Regions from separate parts of the Mus musculus genome. Here region 1 is linked to region 2. The links are chromatin contacts, called in public promoter capture Hi-C maps. All regions are on one chromosome and are shown on one strand. The core of a region is the stretch at or near the end of the contact, and the rest is flanking DNA. Distances in the headings are between cores, read along the strand shown. Region 1 holds the start of Sowahd (sosondowah ankyrin repeat domain family member D). Region 2 has its middle 43 kb from the start of Gm14569.

What was found. Promoter capture Hi-C pulls out the DNA fragments that hold promoters and counts their contacts.
Region 1: a contact with region 2 is called in a promoter capture Hi-C map of liver, with 2.7 times the contacts expected there. The contact joins the promoter of Sowahd here to the enhancer-like site in region 2. A contact is called at or near these places in 13 of 39 promoter capture datasets (the 3T3-L1 cell line, the C10 cell line, the HPC-7 cell line and 7 more), 1 of 484 Hi-C or Micro-C datasets (the G1E-ER4 cell line), 2 of 115 datasets of contacts at active chromatin or transcription factors (forebrain and stem cell-derived neural progenitor cells) and 1 of 9 other capture datasets (embryonic stem cells).

Annotation. Positions count from the first base shown.
Region 1 is chrX:37,045,138-37,052,537 of GRCm38.p6, reverse strand. It overlaps Sowahd (sosondowah ankyrin repeat domain family member D), which reads right to left and starts at 3,693. Exons shown (of 1, transcript NM_173779.4): 1 at 2,120-3,693. The coding sequence starts at 3,614. The coding sequence ends at 2,631.
Region 2 is chrX:36,532,382-36,539,331 of GRCm38.p6, reverse strand. No RefSeq gene overlaps it. Among named protein-coding and RNA genes, the nearest start is that of Gm14569, 43 kb to the right of the region's middle. Within about 2 kb of position 5,376, at least 3 of the 459 cell types and tissues checked have an H3K27ac peak or open chromatin away from gene starts, as enhancers often do. A contact at or near this core is called in liver, where this site is marked.

The DNA of each region.
Region 1 (7,400 bases), core at 2,444-4,943, 510 kb before region 2:
TTGAGAGCCCTCTGCTTTCCGTTCGCCCCAGCACAGCCATCCAACCTCCATGTGACCCCAGAGTGATTCCCTTAAATCTTATCCTCTTAGAGACCTTTGCATGACTCCCAAGAATCTTTTGGCCAAATTCATCAATATGTCTCTTTTAGCACCGCCTAGGAGGCCCGTTGTGATCCGGAGTCCCATCTGCGTTTCCAGCCTTATCATTAACCACTCCCCAGCTCCCATCCTGCCAAACTGACTGGCAGTTCCTGGCACTTGCTACATTCACTGGCCAACTCCCACTCATCCCCCCAGCCTCCCATACCTTCCCACCTTCCTCCCCAGAAAGCCCTTGCTGCTCTTGTGCCTGCATATCAAGTCAGTCCCTCCCCCTCCCCACCCACTTCCCAACTCTCGCTTACCTGACCCATTCTTGCTTTTAAAGGTCTTTCTGGCCTGCCTTGCCCAGCGCTTGAGTTTAATTTTGCATCATTTTTCCTAACTCTGTTTCTCAGAGAACTTACTCTTTTTCTTGGTGTGAGCATACCAGGGTTGCCTCCAAGAGCATACCAGAAATGCCAATGGCTTGATGCTAGGCACAGAGCAGTTTCAGCCTTTGCAGCCAATCCTCAATTTTACATGGAGGCGACAGGCTAGGCCAGATCACAGTGATGAGAAAAAGTCTGTGGGAATGAATAGCTAATCACAGGATTGGCTGTGGCAAGTCACTCTGAAGTCCCCCAGCTGCCTTCAGTTGCTTCTTGGAAAGAGCAGCGTGTTCATCTCGGGTCCTCAAATCTCCTAATCGTTTAGATGCGTAAACTTCTTACTTTGGACAGCTAGCATAGGTGCCTAAAGTAAGACTCAGTACATGCCAATCTTACCTTACAAGCCAGTAGACATGTGGCAGGAAGGCTCACGAGAGCCAGCCCTCACAAAGCCCAACTCACCTTGGCAACTGGAAATGGGGAGGTGTGGACTGGGAACCACAATCTAATATAAATTAGCCAGTTTACATCTAAAAACGGGCATAGGGATAGAGGGACTAAGGACACAAGCTAGTGACACTTGATGGGATCTAGGAACTGTTCCCCCTGATCCTTCAACCATTCATGAACAGTTTATTTATAAGCAAAAGGAAATGACAGGTTACACTGTACCAATATATCTAAGGTGTAGTTCCTAGAGACACTGGGTAGGCTAAAACAGCAGTAGGAGGGGGTTGGGTCATCCTGTGGATAAGAAGAAACGTCAGGGTCATTACAGGAAAGTAGGGCAGCTCCTAGCACAGGAGGGACAAAGAGGCTCATGAGGCAGGGGTGGGGAGTCCTGGATGTATGGGCTCAGGGGAAGGTTTATGGGCTGTTCTGTAATGACTTAGTTTGCCCCTGGTGTTCAAAGACTGGGCTGAGGGGCTGGGAGTCTATTGAAATGCTCTGAAAGCATCCAGGGATCCAGCAGTTTTTCAAAGCACTGTTCCATAAAGCAGCACAACTCTCTAGTCACCATCTATCCACCCCCCTCTACACACACACACACACACACACACACACACACACACACACACTTCAGCTGAATCAACTCTCCTGTGCTCTGCTTCATTCACACTGTTTCTGAATGGGAGCAATTTTCCAAAACTACAACTTTCATATTACACTTAACTCAAAAAACCAAAAAGAACCATGGATGAGAGCCAGGCACGCTTGAATGAGGAAAGCCCTGTCTCTACTGAGTGGGCGTGTCTCTTTGGAGACCACAAGGCAGCTCAATTGCTGATGCACAATGAACTATCGAAAATATAAGTCTGATGGCTTTCCCTTTTCATTAATTACCCTTGGGCCTCCCTCCAGGACAACTCTTCTAGGATGAGACATGCACTTAAAGCCAGATGTGGATGCCAGGGCTGAGGGAGCAGGGGGGCGGGGGGGGGGGGACTGTGTATCTCTGCTCAGAGCCAGGGTGAATGGCATTCCTTTGGTGCAGGGCTTCTGACCATTTTCCCAGAGAATGAAGCCCAGAGCCCGCCACAGAGCACTAGCTTCAAGGAATTGATTGCTACCCTCTTTCCTGCAAATGGAAGTAGGTCCCCTTTACCCCATGGTTAATGAGAAAAAAAAAGACACTCAAAGACAGCTTTGTTATGTGGGGTGAAAATCCCCTTTAATGTACTTAAGAACTCATTCATGATATATTAGACTCTATGAGACTGCTCAGGCCTGGCCAGTCTCAGGAGCAGGTTGCCAGAGGCTAACTCTACCAGCACATGGGGATATTTTAGCAGCAGACCCAGGCCGGCAGGTATTAGGCATTTGCTCTGCATCAATAGTTTACAGTCTTAATTTTTTTTTAATGTTTTCAATCTACCCGGAAAAGTCCACTAGAAGCTTAATTTAGCCCTCCTTCTCTTCCAAGGAGGATCACGAGCCCCGTTCCAAATGTCCCAAGTCCCACAGTATTGGAGCTGGGTACCAGGGCCAGCCTGGTTCTTTGGTCTCTTTCTCTATTGATGTGACAGTTAGCTAGCTACAGGAGACCTGGGACAGGACTAGGGCCCCAGATGTGGTCAGTGTACCCACTGCATCAGAGGAGCATCTGCTTGGGTGGGGTCAGGAACAACCTAAGAATGAGTTCTCTAGTCCATGTCATCTTCAACGATTCTGGGTGAAGGGGAACAGATAGCGCCGAAGGCAACGGCCTTGTCCTTCCTGGGTGCTTGATGCCTTCTTCTCTTTGACGGGCTGAGACGCCTCTTTGTAGTGTACTCCCGTGGACTTGATGCACGATGCACTTGGGGTGCGTTTCAGCCACCGAGAGGTGGTGGTAGTAGTGGTGGTAGTGCGGCTGCTGTTGTTGTTAGCGTTTTCGCGCTTCCTGTCGCGTTCAATCTCCCACTCTTCTGCCCCGGACAGCTCCCGGAGGTTCAGAGATGCATCGGGCCGCAGATAGTGACAAGGTCGATTGCCACTGTGATCTCGACGCGAGGGGTCAGCACCCAGGGCTCCCACCAGCACCTTGATGACCATATCATGGCCTTGCAGAGCCGCCAGGTGGAGTGGCGTGAGGCCACCGCTGCCAGGGGCGCTCACATCAAACGGCAGTCCCCGGCGCCTGGCAAAATCGTGCAATAGAATGAGTTCCTCGTGGCGCCCGTGCTTGGCCAGCCAGTGCAGGACGCTGTAGCCTGTGATAGGGTCCTCCCGCATCAGCAAGCTGGGCTCAGCCTCCAGCATCTCCAGCAGCACTTCAAAACGGCACTCGGCAGCCGCCAGAATCCACGCGTGCTCCCGCGGCTCAAGGCACACTCGGCTGCTGCCCTGTCCGCTGGAGCGGCGGGACCCAGGCACAGCGGGCTCCAAGTGCTCCTCCGACAGCCACCCGGCGGGAGCCGCCCCCTGCAGCCCCAGCAGCTCCCGCAACTCCCCACGCCGGCGCGCCCAGCTTGCCCCGCTCACGGTCAGGGCGCTGTGGAAGATTCGCTCCTGGGACAGGTTGGCACTGTCCCTGACGGCTTGTACTTTGTACCTGCCAAGGCAATGGTTGTCCTTGATCTGCGGGTCGCTGGGCGCCTCCGACTCGGCCGGCCTGTTCGAGGCTTTGGGCAGCGGGTTCCCGTCTTCTAGGGCCTGGGCCATGATCTTCCAGGTCCCGCCTGGGTGGCTCCGGGGTCTAGCGTTCGTTGGCCTTCCAAGGGCCCCACAGGGAGAGGAACTGGAGCTGGCGGTGGGGAAGGAAGCGTCTTGAGCAACTGGACTCCGAGGGAGGGAGCGAAGAAGGGGAGGAGAAGGACCGGTGGGAGGGAACAAGCCAGGAGAGGTTGCCTTTGTGGGCGGTGGGGGGCGTGGAGGGCTGGGCCGTCCAGTTGCGTCCCCTGCACCGGCCAGGCGTCTACATTCTGGGGACCAGTTCACCAGGAGCGCGGCGACCTCAGGACGCGACCCGCTCTACTCCAAGAGGCCAGGTGAGCAGTAGCCCGGCTTCCCGCACCTGACTGGCGAACTAGGGAGAGTGTGGGGCGGGGTACGTGCTGCTCTGGTCACTCCGGTTCTCAGCATCCCTGCAGCTGCTGGGGTGAAGAGGTCCCAGGTCGCCTCTTCGTCTGTGGATTGATCTGGGCTTCCCGTGACAGTCTTCAGGAGCGCGATCTTGGAGCATCAGGGGCGATCGCTCCCCCACCCTCTCTTCTTTCACCCTTTTCGCATCAGGAATCTTTTTGCACTTTGTCCCTATGCTCCTTCTCCCTAAGGCTTCAGGGAGGCAGCCTAGCCCCTCTGACTCAGGCTCGTCTATCCTGCTCTTTCTGTAACCTTGACCTTCTGCACAGCAGCAGCAGCAGCAGCAGACGCAGGAGCGCTGTCGGGGATTCCTGCTGAGAAACTTGAAACCAGGGATATGGTCAGAGAGGTATTCCCCAGAGCACAACCGCAGATCTCTGCCTGATTCTGCCTTCTTCCTTCATTACTTCTCTGGGTGGGTTTGAAAAAGCATCTGCAGGTGAGTCGGACCCAGCGCCGCAGACACACAGCTTCATTCATCTCTGATATTTCCTTAAGAAACTTGCTGATGTTAGTAAACGCATAGCTTCTAGTTTTTAGAAAAAGGTCCATAGTTTATCTTTTTATTCCAGCATTAGACTATTCTTAGTCTTTCCGTTTATCAACGGATGATTTTACTGTTTGCTTAATTTTTGTTTATATCTTTGAGACAGGCTGGCCGGGAACTACAGGTGAATCCCCCTGCCTCCGATCCCAAGAGACAACAGTTCTTATATTTTGGAAGCGGGGTCTTATGCGGCCAAGGCTGGCCTGGAACTCAATATGTAGCCAATAATGTTGGATTTCTGATCTTTCTCTGTCTTCCTCTCATGTGTTGGGAATGCAGAGGTGCCCATCCCTTGAGACAGTCGTTCTTACCCCCTCTCCTCACAGTGTTAAGGCACTCACTCTGCCTGCAAGCTAGAGGGAGCTACACCTTTTGAACCTGGGAGGGACACAGTCATGATTCAGGATGTGTTTAGAATATGATGTTGAGAGAAGTAGAGGCGGAAGCCAGAGTATTGAAGCAGTCCAGATCAGGATGGGTGGCGACTGAGGCCAAGCCAGCCCTCTCATCTGGGACTTACTGTGGCACCAGCCATGGACTGTGTCAGACGGTGACTTTTCCTCCTTGCTGTTCAAATATTTAGGGCCAGCTCTAAATATCTTGAGTGTTCTTTTGTGACAGTATATGAATTTTAACCTAATTTAAAAATATTTACTCTGTGCTAGACATTGCCAGATGCCTGATATGTGTTACTTCTTAGTTCTTCCCCCCATGGTCTTAGGGGCGAATAATGATTTCTACTTTCAGTTTGCAGAGAACTTAGACCACTTGCCCAAGGTCACCCAGCAGGAAGTAGCAGAGTAAGTGTGTGTGACACGGTAGCCTTTGTTCTGGCACAAAGAGACTGCCATTCAAGCCAGGTTTATCTGCTGCAAAGCACTCACACAAGCACCAAATTGCAGCCAAATGGCTGAGCCAGACCTAGGTGAAGCTTGCTCTTATCTCTCACTTGTCCTTCTCTGCCTAGGCCACCCTCTTTTCTCTCTTTTAAGTTAATTAGTTGATTTTCGGTGCTTTTTATATAACCCAGCTTGGCTTTGATCTCCTGATCCTCCTGCCTCCACCTTCCAAGTGGTGGAATTACATGCCTCTGTCACCATGCCTGGCTGTGTTTTGGTTTTGAGATAGGATTGTTTCACCTAGTTCCAGCTACCCTGTAACTCACTGTATAGTGCTGACTGACAGGTCTGGCACTCCCAGCAATCCCCCTGCCCCAGCCTCCCCTTTCCTTCACACTGTGTCTGGTAAAGTTCTTCAAGTTTTAAGATCAGCCTCAGCATCCATCTTATCCAACTAGCCTCCACTGCTCCAGCCCAGAATGGTCCTCTTCTTTCCCGAACCCTGTTTCTATGACCTCTTATATTTCCCTTCTTTCTCAGACAGGTCAATTGAACTCTGAACTGTTTGATGACTGTACCAAACTATCTTTGTGCGTACTCTGTATTTGCAGAAGAAATAAATAGCTGCTACTTTGCTCTAGTTTGGCAGCCGAGGAAAGTGTGATTTTTGTGTGTATGACTGTGTGAGTTTATGTTGGAAGGGTCCATGCCATCTTGTATTGTATTGCTTGCATCACACCAAATCTGCAGGACTTAGCAACTCATTGATTTGCTCAATTTGTAAAAAGAAAGAAAAACAGTGATTAAGTTGATTTTTCCTTGAGCCAAATGGCCAAAGCTACCCCTTTGCTACTGTGGACTACTTAAAGACCAGGCCATCACCCAGGCCCAGGCCCAAAGTGGACTTCTAAGTTCTCAGGCTTTCATTTTCAAAATGAACTCCGATTGACAAGCAGCTATTTTGTTGCTCTGGAAACTCCCCTCCATAACCCCAAATCTGTAAACACCAAACCACATGCAGGCACACGCACATCCTTCCAGAATATGTGAACAGCTGCAGCAATATTTTCTTTAAATCAAAATGCCAGCATGGAGAATGCTGGATGGAAGGACGCTGGGACTATTAATTGTCCTTGTCACTAGGCAAGCAGTTAGCTCCCCTTCCTATCAGCATTAATAATATCACTAGTTCCAGCTCAAAGATGGCAAAGTCAGGCACCTGCCCAGCAGAACACACCCTTGCCACAGTGCTCTTGTTGAATTCTATTTCCAGATACTGAAGCCGTGTTGCCTCTCTAGTAACTTGTTTCATCTTTGCTTAGAGAGTACTCTCTTCCCTAGATCACCAGCTGCACACCCTGATTCCCACAACCACACACACACACACACACACACACACACACACACCCCTCTATTTTAGCAGCAAGGGAATTGGGTAGAAGGAATGAGAAACAGAAGGGATACTATCAACTTGCTTAAGACTATTAGTTATGTGAAGCAACTGCCAGCCTTCATCTTACTTGCACATCCAGGATGGAACCTAGGCCTCACTCAAGTTAGACAAGGGCTCTACCACTAAGCCACATCCCTAGTGCTCACCTGTTCCAACCCTGGGAAATGATTGGCCCAGAGTTAGAAAGTAGTAGCTATGCGTATCACCATACCACCAATACCACACCAAAAGGTGACTGTGAGATGGGTAATTTGTGCTTCTGCTGCTGAAATACTGTATTTGTCAGGGTTCTCTAGAGTCACAGAGCTTATGGAATGTCTCTCTATATTAAGGAAATTTGTTGTAATGACTTACAGTCTGCAGTCCAACTAACCCAACAATGAACAGCTCTGAATGAGAAGTCCAAAAATCTAGTGGTTGCTCACTCCCACAAAGCTAAGTGTTTCAGGTGGTCTTCTCTCTAAACTGGGGTCCTGAAGATTCAGGTGCTGGTATGTAAGTGCAAGCAGCAGCAGAAGAGAGAACCT
Region 2 (6,950 bases), core at 4,127-6,626:
GCCAGCAGGATTTTGCCAAAAGGACCTTGATATAGCTGTCTTGTGTGAGGCTATGCCAGTGCCTTGCAAATACAGAAGTGGATGCTCACAGTCATCTATTGGATGGAACACAGGGCCCCTAATGAAGGAGCTAGAGAAAGCACCCAAGGAGCTGAAGGGGTCTGCAACCCTATAGATGGAACAACAATACGAACTAATCAGTACCCCCAGAGCTTGGGTCTCTAGCTGCATATGTAGCAGAAGATGGCCTAGTTGGCCATCATTGGGAAGAGAGGCCCTTTGATCTAGCAAACTTTATATGCCCCAGTACAGGGGAATGCCAGGGCCAAGAAATGGGAGTGGGTGGGTAGGGGAGCAGGGTGGGTGGAGGATTTAGGGGACTTTTGGGATAGCATTTGAAATGCAATTGAAGAAAATATCTAGTAAAAAAATTAAAAACAAAGCAAAACAAAAACCAAAACCAGGAGATTGAATTTTGGGCCTCTTAAATCCTATCCAAGTCCTCTGCCACTGACTCCACAGCCCTAGCCCTCTAGTGAAATTTGAACAGTGTTCATATGTTCTAGATTCTAGTCCTTTATGGAATATGTGGTTTTGCAGCAAATATTTGTCATCCAGTCTATAGTCTATCTTACAACTTTTTAACAGGGTCTCTCATAGAGCAAACATTTTTATTTGAATGCTGTACATTTAGCAATATTTCCTTTTATGAATTATACATTTTGACTCTTCCCATAATCTTAAATCCTGAAGATTTTCCTCTTTTTATTTTCCTAAAAGTCTTCTTGATGTAGTTACATGTAACTCTGTGATTCATTTTGAGTGGCTTTTGTCTTTGGGACCTGTCTTAGTCAGGGTTTCTATTCCTGCACAAACATCATGACCAAGAAACACACTGGGGAGGAAAGAGTTTATTCGGCTTACACTTCCATACTGCTGTTCATCACCAAAGGAAGTCAGGACTGGAACTCAAGTAGGTCAGAAAGCAGGAGCTGATGCAGAGACCATGGAGGGATGTTCTTTACTGGCTTGCTTCCCCTGGCTTGCTCAGCCTGCTCTCTTATAGAACCCAAGACTACCAGCCCAGAGATGATCCCACCCACAAGGGGCCTTTCCCCCTTGATCACTAATTGAGAAAATGCATTACAGTTGGATCTCATGGAGGCATTTCCCCAACTGAAGCTCCTTTCTCTGTAATAACTCCAGCTGTGTCAAGTTGACACAAAACTAGCCAGTACAGAACCTATAGAGCCTCCCTTATTTCAGGCTCATTTACTTTAAAAGGTATCTACTTTCACTGAATTGCTTCTGCACCATTGTCAATGATAGGAATATTTGTCTAGGTCTAGTTCTACTTTATAGTTTACTGTACTTTATTTGTTGATCTATGCATCTATGTCTTTGCTAATGCCACACTGTGGTATATATGTAGCAAATCTTGAAATCAGATAGACTTGTACCTTCAACTTTGTAACTTTTCAAAATTATTTTCTGCATTTCAGTTCTTTTGCTTTTCCATATAAATTAAATTGTGCTTTTGCATTAAATTTGCACATAATTTCAGAAATGCTTGACATCCTTATGTGCAGAATCTTCCAATGTTCCATATGAATGTATATACATATATACACACACATATATATATATACATATATATATATTTCATTACTGTAGCAAAAAAGCTCTATACATGTTTTGTTAGATTCATGATTGAGTATCTTTACTTTTATGAAAGGTATTGTATTGTTTAATCTTTTTGCGTGTGCCTTTGTTGCTAATATGAAGGAATAAATGGGCTTTTCAGTATGAATATCCTGCCCTGTGTATTCTGTGTATCCTGTATTCTGTATTGTATCATGATGCTTGTTGAACTCATTAATTCTAAGGTTTATTTTATTTTATTATTATTTTCTTTTTCCTTGAATAAGATTTTCCCTTACTTCATGTTGTGTGGGAAGATTTATAGTTATTACTCATTGCTTCCTATATGATCAAAGTTAGTCCTGATGGCCTCAGATAAGAGGGCACTTAAACAGGATATACCTTTTGGCATGAGGAGTGAAGGGCAAAGTCTGATAAAAAGACAAAAGCCACATAAGAAAGGAACATTACTTGTAGGCATTTGACAATTAAGACTGGACATGAAAGGGACATTTTGGTAAAATTGTCAAGTTGATCTAAAATATGATTATTATGTGGATATCCTCTTAGTATTTGAAAACAATAACATTTGTTAATCTATAATTCTTGAAAACAATTAAGAGCCTCTTTCCCAAGGAAATATGAGTTAAAACTACTCTGAGATTTCATCTCACGCCAATCAGAATGGCTGTGTTCAAAAAATTACAACTATACTGGCAAAAATACAGGGAAAGAGGAATTCTCATTCATGTTGGTGGGAGTATAAACTGTTACAACCACTGTGGAGATTAGCCTGGAGGTTTCCTTAGACATTAAATTAAAAGTAGAGCTATCGTATGAACCAGCTATACTACTCCTGAGCACATACCCAAGGATGCTATAGCTTACCACAAAAATACTTGCATATCCATGTTTATTTTAGCTCTATTAAAAGAGACATGGAATCAGCTGAGATGTTCCTAAACCAATTAATGGATAGTGGAAATGTCACGCTGATACCCAATGAAATTTTATTCATATATAAAGAAAAATGAAAAATTTCAGAGAAAGTGAATGGACGTGGAAAATATTATACTAGACAAGGTAACTTAAGCTCAGAAAGAGAAATACTATATACATGCTCCCTTTCAAATACAGAGCCTAGCATGTTTCTGTGTCTGATTGAGTATAGAGTTCATGAAAGTAGAAAGGGAATAAAAGGCTTTAAGGGAACTGGTAGAGAGGGTGGTAGGAAACAAGTGAGATGATGAGACATAAGGGATACTGAGAGCAGAAGGGTGCAGATGAGGACTTCAGGCAGGGAGATGAGGGAAGAGGGGTGGGTAGTGAGGACGAAGAGCATCCAAAACTCAGTGTGATGGATGTGGAAGTGCCGAAAGGAAACCTGTTGACTGTCAGTACTAATTTTAAAACAAAGTAGAAATAAAAGGAGGTTTGAAAAAAAATCAAAACAAAAATATATAAAGAAATCTTGTTTTAAAAAGTCTACACCAAAAAGTAAATGCCAGCACACCCTTAATCGCAGCACTCTGAAGACAGAGGCAAGCAGATCTCTTGGAGTTTGAGTCCCGCCTGCTCTACAACCCCAATTACAGGCCAGCCAGGGCTACAAAGTGAAGCCCTGCTTCCCCAACTCCAGAAAAAAAACAAAACAAAACAAACCAACCCTTTAAAAAGTAAACAAGAAGCTGGAGAGATTATTCAGTGGTTAAGAGTGCTTTGTGTTCTTCCAGAAGACATGAGTTGGGTTCCTGGAACCCATATCAGGTAGCTCACAACTTCCTTGTAACTGAGCTATAGGAGATCTGATGCCTTTTTCTCAATTCCCAGGGCACCAGCATACACATGGAATACATTCGCACACACATACAGATGCACCACACAATGCTCTCTCTCCTTCCACCCCTCTCTTCTCTTCTTTTCTCTTCTCCCCCTCACACATACATGGTTCAAAAGGTAAAAATAGTAAATACACTGAAGAAGTTATATCATCTGAATAGTATACATACATATGAAGGAAATAGACCCAGATCCAATAGGAAAGACCTAACAACTCTCAAAGCTTGTTTTAGTCAACAATCGCACATAACTTTTAAAATTACATTAAATTATGTATAGTGGCATTACAAAGACATTTCTGTTCACCAGTTGGTTTAAAATACAAGTAGAGAAAATCTTGTTATCTGATCTGATTATAAAAAACATTATTAAACTTACACTGTAGCTTCAATCAACCTGGAAGAATTATTTTCATCCTAATATTTATTTTCAAGAGTGAAATTAGAAGTGCATAGTCCACTGGTCAACTTAAAGAATGAGCCATTGGTAATATATTTATAACTCTTGGAACATTTAATCCAGCTTGTGTAATTTCTAGAGTGTTCCACACAAATTGCATCAGGAGCTCTTAATATTGATGACACAATTCAGTTCCATAAGGAACTTTTGGAGGCCTTTGAAACTATTTGTTTACTGTTAGTTTTAGTTTTCACATTTAGGACATTTTATTCACTGTATATTTCTCACTATGGTGTGTGTGTTTAATTTGAGAATTAAATGAGGGGGGCTAGAGATGTCCCTCCAACTTTTATTTTGATAAAAATGTTCTTTATTATTCCATTAGATTTGCCAGAAAAAAATCTTGTGATAATAGGGCCTCCCCACACTCTGTATTTAGAGATTCTCTCCTTTCATGTTTTACAACTATAATAAAACAAACAAAATAAAACAAAAAGCTGGTAAAATGTGGCCAAAAATAAAAACACAAGGGGGAAAAAAACAAAATCAAAGATGAAACACTGATGTGCATGATATAAATGGGGGATAAGGTCAGACAGAATTGTGGAATTTTGGCTTTCTTTTGCTGCTGATAATCATTGAGCCCAGCTCGCACAAATTTAGGATGACTGGAATGTCTCCATTTCAGTAGCTTCCCTTTCTTGTGTACTAGGGACCTCTGGTGGCCACACTCAGTTTTGCAATCTTCGGGCTGGGCAGGTTTGCTCACCCCTCCCAGATTCCCCCAGACAATATGCCTTAGGTTCTATCAGCCAGCAGTTAGCAGTGGTTCTCAATCTGTGAGCTGTGACCCCCTTTCGGGGGTGGGGGGTGTCAAACGACCTTTTCACAGGTGTTGAATATCAAATATGCTGCATATCAGATATTTATGTTACTATTCCTAACAGTAGCAAAATTATAGTTATATAATTTAAGTAGTAATGAAAATAATTTTGTGGTTGGGGGGGGGTCCCCAGAGCATTAACTGTATTGAAGGGTTGTAGCAACCACTGCTAGCTGAAGAAGGGTTTACAAGTTTATTGACAGTACTGAGATCAGTACAGGTGGAACACTTACCTTGCCTTTCCAGACCACCTAAGAACTGATCACCCTGCATGAGGGATCCAGGTGAAGACGCCATGGATTCTGCTAGAATTTCAGGGTTCTTAGACTCTATAGGCTTCCAGAGGTTGATCCATCTGCTTACACCAGGCTCAGGACTGCCAAAATCTACAACTCTTCTCTCTGGTGATAAAGTCTGTTCCTTAGCTACCAAGGACACGAGTATGTTTCCCTGTGTACTTTTCTGCTTGAACCAAGCAAGCCTCCTGGTTTTTAGATTGGCAGCGTCAGGCTCTTCTTTCCCCAACTGTTCCTCAGATTTGTCTCCCAACCTGAGGCTGTGGCAGCACCTCCCCACATTCGTCTTGTGACTGTATTGCATAATTTCTTTCTGGACACACATGTGCACTTTGCACTGTGCGTGTGTGCATACCAGACAATACTAACTAGTCCACTGTGAAACACTTGGGCTCAGATTAAAGGCTATATGGTATGCTGTAAATTACAGTGTTTTTTTTTTTTTACTGTATATATAAAGTTTTCTGGTGTTGTAGAAGTATAATGGTTTAATTGTGGTTATTAAAGGCTTTTTAATATGTATTATAGTGCTTGACTTTTAATTGCTTTTGAATTGCAGACTTGAGTTTTATGAACTAATCATATTAAGTGAATTTGGGCTCGAGATAGGACAGAATTTGCAACAGCTCTTGAGATCAGCATGATATGGTTATAGATAAGAGTGGTTCAAATAGCTTCTAAAATGGCCCGAAACAGTCTTCTTTCAATTTTTAGCATTTAAATATGTATATATGCAAAGTCCTGTTCTCAGCATTAATGGTTATAAAATAAAAATATGAATCAACTCATCAACTGAGTCATCTCTCCAGCCCCCTGTAATGATTTTTTTTTTTGTTTTAAGACCAAGAATTCTGGAGCTTTCTTGCAGTCTTGTTTGTTTAGCTAGCTCCTTATTAATAAAGGCGGAGGCATGGGTGTAGGTGCAGATAACAGCCAAGGCTGCTGGCTCAGGCTTGTGATCCCAACTCCTCTGCAGGCTGAGGTAGGACAATTGTGAACTCCAAGGTAGCCTAGGCAAACTAGTGGGACTCTATCTCAAAACAAAACATAAAGAGGGATAGAGCTCTGGCTGAGCAGGCATCAGGTCTTAAACTCAATTCCCAGGATCACAAAACAGCAACTTTTTTTTTTTTTAAGAAGCAGACCATAGTTTTCTCCTTGTGATACTGTTGACTGGTTAGCTTTCAGGAGGCATCTCTTAAAGGATGGGACTGGTTAAAAATCTCTTCATGAACTTCTTGACAGAAACTGTAGTTAAAGAAATAAACAAAATTTATTATGAACTTAATAGGAGAATAAACTAGGAGTGGGCTTGAAGCCCCCTTTTCTCCATTTGATGGAAACTCAATACTGAAGTAGGCCTTGAAAGAGAGGAGAAATAGCATGCAAATCATAAGTACAGATTCACTGGTGTACACTCAGGTGTGCCTGGGATGTTGGTACATTGATAACCATCCCTGGGTAGGACTGGAAAGGGCCACCAGACTCTAGCCATCCCCCCTCTTGTTTGGTTTATATCAAGGTGAAATTGAAGTAAAAATGTACATCATGGGCAAAGAAGGCCTAGGAGATCCTACTCACTAGGTGGATGAAAGAAAGGAAGCAAACTGTACTGGGATTTTTGAGGGATAGAACAAACTTCTAGGTCTTTCTAAGGTCAGCAAAACTCACTTTCACCTCTGTTTTCTATTTCTTCATCCCAAGTGTGTGTCCTCTGCATAGATAGTATCAGTAGCCTGGAGCCATCCATGTAAGTGGAGTGAGATGGGAGAAGCCATTCGGATGGAGCCGGCTACTTCTCTGCTGTATTGAAGGATGCCTTCACTTAAGCTGCAGTGACTCAAAGGAGGCAGCAGTAGTAAGGACTGCCAGTATCCACTAAGTGGATTTAT